2 separate regions of the Cyprinus carpio genome follow, and region 2 is linked to region 1. The links are chromatin contacts, called in public Hi-C maps. All regions are on one chromosome and are shown on one strand. The core of a region is the stretch at or near the end of the contact, and the rest is flanking DNA. Distances in the headings are between cores, read along the strand shown.

What was found. A called contact is a pair of places that touch in the nucleus more often than the background predicts.
Region 2: a Hi-C map of red blood cells shows a contact between it and region 1, with 4 times the contacts expected there. The contact joins the promoter of LOC109064555 here to the enhancer-like site in region 1. A contact is called at or near these places in 2 of 8 Hi-C or Micro-C datasets (red blood cells and skeletal muscle).

Annotation. Positions count from the first base shown.
Region 1 is chrA13:19,261,586-19,266,969 of ASM1834038v1, forward strand. rrbp1a (ribosome-binding protein 1) reads right to left here. Exons shown (of 28, transcript XM_042769254.1): 9 at 5,214-5,341; 10 at 4,917-4,951; 11 at 4,629-4,688; 12 at 4,308-4,431; 13 at 4,174-4,211; 14 at 3,986-4,061; 15 at 3,854-3,894; 16 at 3,640-3,727; 17 at 3,040-3,132; 18 at 2,425-2,517; 19 at 2,218-2,307; 20 at 2,041-2,133; 21 at 1,729-1,800; 22 at 493-588; 2 more. Among protein-coding and RNA genes, the nearest start is that of rrbp1a, 12 kb to the right of the region's middle. Within about 2 kb of position 3,131, at least 2 of the 8 cell types and tissues checked have an H3K27ac peak or open chromatin away from gene starts, as enhancers often do.
Region 2 is chrA13:19,304,065-19,309,448 of ASM1834038v1, forward strand. LOC109064555 (MAD2L1-binding protein-like) reads right to left here and starts at 3,132. Exons shown (of 3, transcript XM_042769235.1): 1 at 2,741-3,132; 2 at 1,986-2,263; 3 at 785-1,899. The coding sequence starts at 3,074. The coding sequence ends at 1,369. It overlaps LOC109101205 (ADP-ribose glycohydrolase MACROD1-like), which reads left to right and starts at 3,769. Exons shown (of 19, transcript XM_042769233.1): 1 at 3,769-4,125. The coding sequence starts at 4,089.

The DNA of each region.
Region 1 (5,384 bases), core at 1,881-4,380:
TCACTCAGTTGGCGCCTGACCTGGAAATAGAAGCTGTCACTCAACAAAACCAACTCGCGTGTTTTTCCTTGGGAAAATCTCCTGTTTGCCACATAATTGTGGGTAAACAAAGAATAATAGGTGTAAACCTTTAGCAAATGCTTTGGACTTCAAGGAAAACCAACCTGTGAAAGCTCCTCCCTCTGCGTCTGTGTCTCCTGCTGGGCCACACTCAACTGTCTTTCTGATTCTGCTAAAACATGCTTCAACTGAAAAAAAATAAACAACAAAATGAACTTAAGTGGCAGAGCTAGATCTCAAGATCTTCTCACAACCACATCAGATCTTAAAATTAAACAATGCTTGTCAATTAACGTCTTCACAAAGACAAATCCATTATTTAAAATAAATGAATAAAATGCACTGAATGACTGACTAAGAAGGCTTTGTTTTGCTTTTGTGTCTCATACTGTGCTTTAGTGAATCAGCATTAAGGCAGGAGTGTGCACTTACGTGTGTTATCTCTTCAGATTGACTCTGGCTGTCAGTGGACGCTGACTGGTGCTGTTTCTCCAACCGGGCCTCAAGCAACATCACATTCTCCTCCAGCTACATAAGGGGGAAAAAAAAATGGATAAAGGATAAAATGTACTTCTGTATATACACTTGGGTTTCTTACTACTAAGGTAGCATGAACAAAAAATAAATAAATCTATAAATAAAATACAAACCGATAAAATCTCAAAATCATGTATCCCAGCATTGTTTCCCAATCATTTATCTCTTGTACTTAATTAAATAAGCTGGGACACATATTCAACAGGCACTTAATACTGCTTAGAAGCAAAACAGAGTAACCAATTTAAAATACTCGAGACAAGTTTTATTCTATATGTATTGATAGAAGTTTATGTACCCATATATTATACAAATTAGTGATATTAAATTTTACCAATACAATGATGCGTTTAAAGAAAGACAATAAACTAATTATTGTGACAATACTATGAAAATGCATATACTGAATCCGTCAAAAATCCTTAGCCTTTCCCTCTGTAGTCTTTCCCAACAAGAGTTTACACTGAATTAAATGCCAGATCTAGTTCATTCTGTTACCAAAATACCAATCATAAAAAAAATAAAAAGATTTTATGAATAATGTTGGACTTTAAAATATAAACAAGCCCATTTTGAAATATCTAGGCTTCCAGCTGCTCATTCAAACAGATGAGAGAGAGGAGTATGCATCACTAGTAGAGCATAAGCACTCACGTTTAATTAAATCATGACATAACATTTAAATTCCTTTATTTCCGTTCCCAAATTTAGGATTTTATCATCTTTAAGTGATATTAGGACATCTGCTATACCATTTAAGATATAAAGATGACCTTAAATTTGGATTTAAGGCATATTAATGATTTAAGGACCCATGAGGACCGTATATATAAATGGTTAAATGTTGATTATTGGAGAAAAGTCATTTGAATGTAAAATAAATAATGAATGAGAATGCATTAGTTGAGTCCTAATATGAAATATTAAATTTTTGGATAATACTTTATTTCAATGAAGAGGACCATTCACACACACACCTTTATTTGTATAGGAACTTGTTGGATATTTTAAACAGACAGGATATTTTCAGGGTACAGCCTGATGCTTTTTTTGCACTCTGTAATACACATATTTTGAATTCCTACAGTGTCCTACAGTACAAAAATTCATTTCCACAGGTGAAATCTATACCTGTTGGGTCCTCTGGTTGTCCACTCTCAAGCTCTCTGTTGTCTCTTCTAATTCCTGCACCTTTTTGAGTGCCTATAAAATACAAATTGACAGACTGAAACTTTCACAATCGCTGTCCCTTGGTGGTGGAATGATCTACCAAATTCCCCCGAAACATTATGAACATTTTCCATAAACACAGCTTGCCCATGAAAACTTAAAAAAAAATTATAACCAAAAACAGCATTTTCTATAATCAAAAGGAAACATCATAAACTCTTTTTAGATTTCTAGAATTATATTTGTGTGTGTTAATACGGTGTTTTGACCTACCATCCTCAGTTTCTCCTCTGACTCCATTATCTGGGTCCTCCACACCCTCTCCTCCTCCTCTACACTCTTCTGAAGTGTTTTCAGCATCCCCTCCTATAGAACATCAGGAAACAAATTTGGCTTGATCCAATTCTCATTAAGGCTTTGCTGAAGCAGATTCTTGGTGTATAATCTCACCGTCTCAGCCAGTACATTCCTGTACTGCTCACACTCAGACTGTAGTGTGCAGTGACTCTCCTGGGCTGCCTGTAGTTTGCCCATTATCTCCTTATAATAAAAACAACATTGTAGTAACTACAAATATACCTTACATTCCCACTAGGGGGCAACAAAGAACCACTTTAGATGATATTAGCACAAGTCTACGATCAGCAGCACACTTACCACCATCTCTGTGTTCTGCTGGGATTCTTGGCTCAGTTGCTTTTGATTTAGCACCTCTTGTGCTTTCACAGCAAAGTCCTGAAGCCAATTGGTCTGAAAGAAGAGAACGAGAGACTCAGGATTAGCTAAAAAAAAATCAAGGATGTGATTAAGAGAAGTGCATCAAGTACAATACCATTCAAAGGTTTGGGGTCACCAAGATTTTTTTTTTTAAGGAAATTAATACTTTTATATACACAATTGATAATAATAGCAATAATAAAAAAATTCTTGAGCACCAGAGTCATCATATTAGAATGATTTCTGAAGGACCATGTCACAGTGAAGACTGGAGTAATGCATGCTGAAAATTCAGCTTTGCCATCACAGAATACATTAAATTGTAAAATTATTAATACAGAAAACAGTTATTTTAAATAGTAATCTATTCCACATTATTACTGTTTTTACTGTAATTTTGATCAAATAAATGCAGAACTTCTGAATGGAACTGTGTGTATAGAGTGACTGATGATATGTGTATTTGCTTTCAATATTAAGTAAGTCAATATTACAACTGGATCCAAAAACAAAACTGAGAAATAAAAAGTATGAGAAAACTGAAATCCTAGACACCTGTGCGGTCTCTATGTTGATGTGTGGGAAAAGAGAGTGAAGAACTTCTTTGGTCTCAGCCTGGACAGATTTCAGCATATCCTCCAAACTTTCCTGTAATGAAATGATATGCTCAGTGACAACTGAACACCTCTAAAAATAACAAAAATTCAAATCTATGCACAGAAATTCAACAAAAAAATTTTTATCTTGTGTCTCAGGTAAAAGCTGAGACACTTAGCACAACTAAATACTGTCTAAACCAAAATAAATTTTTAAATAGTGAAATAATAAGAAACATAAATAATTTTTGTTGAATAAGTTTCTTTAAAACTAAAACTGTTGAGTAAAATGATGACCCTTAACACTTCTTTTATCTGTGTCACCATTTTAATACCAGTAGTACCGGTAACATTTTACACACAGAAAAACCTAGGTAATTTAAAAGTCAAGACTTCTGAAATAGAAATGGAAGAGCACTGCATCAATCTGCTTTATACAGCAAGACCACATCCCCAGCTGACATGATGAGATAAGATGTGTGCCTACGCATATTTTTATGAACCACCGTGTACATGCAAGATAAAAACAAGCACATCCACAATAGTCTTGGCTACTTACGTAATTCTTGCCATGTGACTGATTTAGATCCTTGAGCTGCTGCACTTCCTGTTGTAGTGATGTCACTAGGCTCTCTTTTTCAGTTACACTGAAAATCATTATGAAAAAACACTCATTTTTTGTGGAGGATGACATTTATCACAGAATGGTGTTAATGTGGGTGGCTGACAGGAACATAAACATGCAGTGGCCTTCAGTTGGACTGAATATGTACCTTTTATGTAGTAACTCCAGTTTGGCTGTGCTATCTGCCAGCTGTAAATGAAGGGTGCATTATTAGAAATCACTGCATTTAAAAAGTCAAAAGTACTAAATTAGATAATAATAACAGCAAAGTCTCACTAACTTTAGTGTCATACTGTTCTTTACAGTGCCTCATCTCTTCTTCAAACGAAGCCACGCGAGACTCCTTTTCTTTCAAACTACAGGAACAGGAAAAAGAGAACATACAGCATTCAATCTTAATAACAGAATGTGAAAAAAAATTAACATTTTGAATTTGAAGCTGTTGTTTGGATCACAAATAAGGTATACCTGTTTTGTAGCTGTTCCAGCATTTCTGTGTTTTCAAGCTATGAATAATTAAAAAAAAAAAAAATTGGCATGAATGGTTAAGTCTAAACTGAATTATTGTTTGACGTGTAAAGGTTTGCATATGATAAACTTACTCTGGTGAGCTCTGAACTTTTTTCTTTAAACTGTTGGAGCTCTCCCTGAAGAGTTGCTATTTCATCATCTTTTTCTTTTATCTTAAGTTCAAAGGAAAAGATAGAATAAACGGATTCAAATCAACTAAGAACTACTGAACTGTATTAGTGAAGCACCAGAAAATACTTCTCGTACCTGTGCTGCAATTGCTGCAACTCTGTTGTGTTATCCACCTGAAGAGGACATGTGATTGGTTCAAATAAGGGAACACATTAAGTCAAATTTACTAATGAAATACTAAGAGAAGCTGATAAAGTCTAAAAACAGGCAGTATGTTCCGCTTCACCTGGTTGGCAATGATGTTTTTGAGTTGGATCAGCTCCTCTTCTTTCTCCTTCTGGCTATAGATTAAACAATCAATATGAATGCATTTTCAACAAATGTTAGAAGCAAAGCTTATGAAAATGTATTAAGGTTTTTTTTTTTTTTGGGTTGAACTGTACTAAAATTGTGTAACTGTTGATGTAACTGTGCAAAACACAAGATTTGTCAGTGAAGAAAAAATAAACATCTCATTGTCATCTGAAAACAAATCATATTTCCTTAATAAATATAGCCTTCCATCTTACCTGCTCTTTGCTTGCTCCAGTTCAGCTATCAAAGCCTGTAAATATTAAACATGCAAATGCATATGAAATATCTGCTTATCCATACATTACATCATTTACATAATGTTTATCAAACTTTAAACTTTAATTTTAACCCTATACTAAGTACATGTTATTAATTAATATTACAACTACATTGGAACAAGGAAACTGTAAAATAAAGTGCAACTGAGAAATTTATATGAGGTTACACACATAATTATATTTTATTATACAGTGACAAAGACATGTATTGGGACATTGAAAGTGGAGTGTCACCTCTGAATTATGGTTTTGTTCTTTGTTCTGGCTCGCCTCCAGCAGTTTTAGCTGTCTCTGCAGACTCTCTAACTGTCCGGTCTGCTCTATCATTTCTGCTTCCACACTGGCCACACGAGCTTGAGCCTCTGAAACAGTGCAGTTAGGAAAAGCACACTTATTTCTAATTAC
Region 2 (5,384 bases), core at 1,882-4,381, 42 kb after region 1:
ACTATCAGCCAATCACTATGTGCATAGTTAATAAGCATGCCGACATTATCCATAGCAACGAGGTCAGCCCCGCCCTTAGTCTTAGCTTAAGACTTCTGTCTATTCCTTAGTAAAAGTTTATCTCAGCAGCTTTGTGAATAGGTTTTAAGAAAAAACTCTTATCTAAAAACTTTTACTGCTATTTAGGAGAACTCTTAGTGGTAAGATAAAATGTTTTGTGGATACAGGCCCTGATCTGTAAAAGAATTATTTCTTTCCGTTTTCTTCTTTCCCTTAAAGGACAAGTGTGTATGTGCCCTCTGCCTTTCCTGATGAGCTACTCCCCTGCGCTGGAGCCTGGCTCGGCTCATGGTTTACAGATGTACGTTCTTTCACCTACATGCCCCGAGGGGGACACTTCACTGCCTTTGAAGAACCCCAGCTGATGGCTCAAGACATCATTCAGTTTGTGGAGAAAGTGGAGAGCAAAAGCCACAATTGACAACTTTATTCCAGTATCTGAAGAAAATAATGCACTGCTCTGATCATTTACTTTAGTGTCATTAGTGCATGTAACAAGCTGAAGTTAATTCAGTTGGAAATGCAAGGTTCAGCATTTAGGAATGTTGTTGTTTTTCAATGACCCAAATGAAGTTATATAAAGAAGTTCTGTAGAATATAATTTTGTATTTTTTTTTGCATGATAATGAACATAAAAACTCCTGTACTGTTCAAATCAGTAAACATTTTTGAAAATGAAAAGCTAACATCTGCCTGCTAAAAAGAAACTTTACAGTACACATGCTACAATCATAAGTTTGCACCATTTCAACCAGATTTAATGAACCCTGTCCTCAAGATTGAATGTTCTTTTGTAAATGAATGAAATGCAAATTAAAACAAACAGTACAACGATACAGCACCAACTGGAAGTGTTAAAATACATTATTTTCATGAAAATATATACTGACAGACTTAAAGAGCCTAAAACACATCATTCATTATTTTTAAGTAAATTAAAATCATGTACATGCATCAGTTTCCAGAAGCTGCCATATAACAGTTGGTTTTAATTCATACTGACTTACAAATTGGTACAAATGGTCTTGGAGTGAGTAGCAGCCAAGCTTATTAAACTTTAAAAAAACATCACTGTATTCTGTAAAATTAATAATGAAAAAATACATGGATTAGCTGATGACAATGTAAACATGGCATAAATAATCAGAGGTTTTAAAAAATGTAAATACACACAGAATTCCTGAATAAAAATAATAATAATACAACAATAGCAAAGTTACTTTTGGTCAATCATACAGCAGTGATCCCTGAGAATGGAGTGAATTGTATTTCAACATTCCCTGAAATCTGCTACTCTTTATTCTCTTATCATTTACAGAAACCTTTCACTGTGACAGGGGCTTGAAACCATATGTAGTCCTCCAGATCTCTTTTTCTTTTTTGTAACTCCCCGGTGAGAGACAAATCACTGGCTATAGAGATGACTTGCCTTCTCACTTTTGTGGGAACTTTAAAATCCATTTTGGGCTTAAACCCAGTCACGCCACAATCCCGGTGACCCAGAGCCATGACCGTGGTAGTCATGAGGCGCACAGACTTGGCATCCGACAACAGGTCAGCCACAAACATCGTGCGGAAAAGCTGTCTCAGACAGGTTGAGGTCCTTAAGCTGTTTTCCCCGGCCCCTACGGCCACCGCTTCCATGTTCACCTCATACAGCTCGGTGGGAAGGATGGTAGACCCACCCAGCATGAAAAGCACACGAGGAACTTGGCTAAGAGAGAACAGTGTCTCAAGGTGGGCCAGCACTTCATCAAGCTCCTGCAATGTCCGCTGGCACCGACGCCGATCCAAGCCCTCAGATGTCTTTCCAGACCGTCGAATTATCACGTCCTCTGTCTGTGAGAAAGGTAGCATAATTAAGTCAAACTTCATTAGATTTATGAATTAAGGTAAATCTAATCAAATTAGGTCTTCTGTAATACCTGAGTGGCATTATGCTGCTGTTTCTGGAGGAACACCATTTGGTCATATGTCATGGGCATCTGCTGCCGCTGGTAAAGAACACACTTCAGAAGCTCACAAACAAATCTACAGCAACCTTCCTGTGTGATACGGCCGGGAAAGACAACATTCACTCGTCCCTCTTCTCTTGCTCTCCTGAATATTTCCTCATCATCAATGTGGTCTGCAGACACTCCACTAGATTCACAATCCCTCTGACTGCCAGAAGAACTGGCCAAAGCCTCCATCTGCTGGCAACCTTGAAATAAAAACAGTGGAATCAAAATTTCAGAGGTTTTCCGAGGCACAGACTAAAGTGGCAAACATCAATGAGATAAATGATGTGACACTCTTTTTGTCCAGATCGAAAATGATCTACAGCAAAGATATAGCATTAAATGTAAAGTGAAGTGTTAAATTGCATTATTTTCATTAAAATATATAATTGAGGGACTCGAACAGCTTAAAACACATAATTTATTAACTTTAAGATGATTAAAATCATGTACTTTCATCCATTTCCAGAAGCTGACATTTAGCAGATGTTTTACTTATAATTATTTAAAGAAAGTGAAAGTAAAGCAAAACCATTAAAATGCAATTTGTCACTCGATCGTGACTGTATATATACACGACAAGTTTATATCCTAGACTTCTCATTTGTGATCAACTTATTTTTTTTTAGCAATGAGAAGCATAGATAGCAAATCTACGTTAACTATTTGCCAATACTTACCATCATGATCTGTTCTTACATGTGTGGAGCTGTTTCTATTTTCTTTGTCCTCTGATGGGGTTAAAGACTCCCTGTCTCTCTCACTCTCACCAATGTTGTCCAGGAGGTACACATTTTCCACCTTAGATTTAGCGGAGGATTCAGGATCATCGACCTGGCACACAATGTTCCTTTCCTTTTCTCCATCAGATGAAACCTTTGATTCTTCTTCGTGAGATGTACACTGGTCGGTGTGAATAATTGTGCTGTTGTTAGAAACTTCGTTGGTTTTACAATGTTTGATGACAGTCATGTTTGCACGCTCAAACTCTATCCTCTTCGATCCCTCTTCCATTTCTACTTTTTGAATTTGCACACCGGGCACGGCATCATGGGAAACACGGGAACCGGAAATCAGGGGAAATATAATAAGAGTCCTGCTCTTCCATTTTTATTTGATGTTTTTTTTTTTTTTTTTATAAAGAAATCTTTGGTTAGCATGAGAATACAGATTTATTTATTTTTAATAGCCAGGTAAATCTTCCTGTTTTTTTTTTATTATATATATATATTTCTCTCTCTCTCTCTCTCTCTCTCTCTCTCTTCGGATTTAAAGCAAAGCGGTGAATGACGCCCTCTGCAGGTTGATTTTTTTTTCATACACCCTAATCCTGTTAGGTTCAGTTCTCATCCAATAGCGTCAGAGCAAACAAAATGATAATATTGCCAAAAAATTAAGTGTCCCCTTTGTACAAATGTTGTATAGATTTCATGCAAGTATGTGTAGGAGTTAGTATGGATTTCAAAAGGTCAATATTTGTAATGTAACTTTTATAAAAAAATTTATAATTACTGGATTTTTAGTTCCAGTAATTATAAAAGTTGCATTACAAAGGAATTTCTATCACATTATTATAGATTTACAAATATATTACAAATCTCTGTATGTTGTTAAAGAAGCCCATAGATACATTGCTAGATAGATTCCGCTACCACGCTCTGTCACTCGCTCCCCGCGGTTGTTACCCTACCAACCCTACGACGCTTTGACGCTCAACCTAGCGCACGTCAAGCGTATACGCGTTTTATCGGACTGCCGCATGAAACCATCCAATCGCAACACCGCTTCCGCGTACGAGCCGACCAATCGTCGCGCGCCATTTTCCACGCAGCCACCACTGCTAGCGTTAAGATAGGTTGCATCACCGCACAGTCTCCCCACCAAACTACAATTTGACAGTTTCACAGGTGAGGCATCACGCTACTGGAGCTCTCTCACTTTCCCTTGAGTTTCAGCGCGCATTTCGCTGTGAGCCTGGGGTTGCTTAACTCAAAAACCAGTTACCAGAAGCCCTCACATCACGGCACCATGAGCAAAAAGAAAAAGGAGTGGAGAGCGGAGAAAGGTAAGGGTCTTTTGGACTCGGGTCGTGTCTCTTTCACATTCATAACGGTAGTGTCAGTCTGGGGTTTGACATCCACCGGCTTGAACCTTGGGTCACGGCACGCACGTGACAGGAGAAATTTCGTCTTATAGACGCTCTACCTCTTGAATCAACAGCATGGACAGATGCACACCTTCAGATGCAGGTGGAGCATCAGTGCATGATGCTGTGATCAAGGCCCTTATGTGTCCAGCGTTTAAAAATCTGTTTAAATGCAAATAAAAATGCATTAATAAGTGTGTAATCTTTTAGAAATGAATTGGAGCATGTGCATGTTTGATTGGCGCAGTTAGTGAAACGCCGTATGATAAAATAAACCCCCCAACGTGGTGCTTTCCATGAACTATGACAGTTGTACCCTTGATCTAGACGAATAACCCTGTTTGACTCCATGTTAGTCAGTTTGTATAAATGCATCATATAAATTACAAATTAAAAGTTCTGTTAATTAAACATTTAATGAAAAGAATGTCATGCATGCATGCACTTTTGCTAGATCCTGGTCCTGGATATCCACCTTCATAAGTAGTTTAGTTCTAGACCTATTGTCTAAAACTGTAAGCATACTACTCAAAAATGAGTTGGATCAGGTGGGTTTGGTCAGAGCTGGAGCTAAACTTTCCTGGAAATTTGCTTTCAGGGAACAGGATGGTATAATGCAACTTTATTAGTATGTTTGGACGTTCTGCATTGTCCAAGTCTGTTTGATATAATCATAATTTAGCTTGTTTTGACCTGAGAACCTTAATGATTGTGCTTTACAACAGAGACACTTTATCATTAGAATAAGGCTATTTTTAATAATTTGAAGTGCACAAGCACTGCCACCTGTTCTTGACATCACTCACTGTGACCTGAAGTTCATGACTATCCAGTTTATTGATTGTAGAAATTTTGGCCTCCAGTAAAGTATGGTTATGCCACGTCCTATGAAGTTGCAGGACTGTAAATCATTAGGTTGACAGTGATGCTACTCGACACACATTAATGGTCTGCTATCATAAATCAAACGCATGTGTATGATGAGAGCTGTTGTCTTATGGCTTAGGGTAATACAGTGCATTGCAGTGAACTAACATCAGATACTTGCGTTATAATATCTTTTGATGATGACTTGGTGAAATGAATCAGGTTTGTTGGCTTTTGTGCTATTTTAAAATTGCAAGTACACATTGCACTCATAAAGCAGCCTTTGTGAAACAGATCTTCATTCGTGTAGC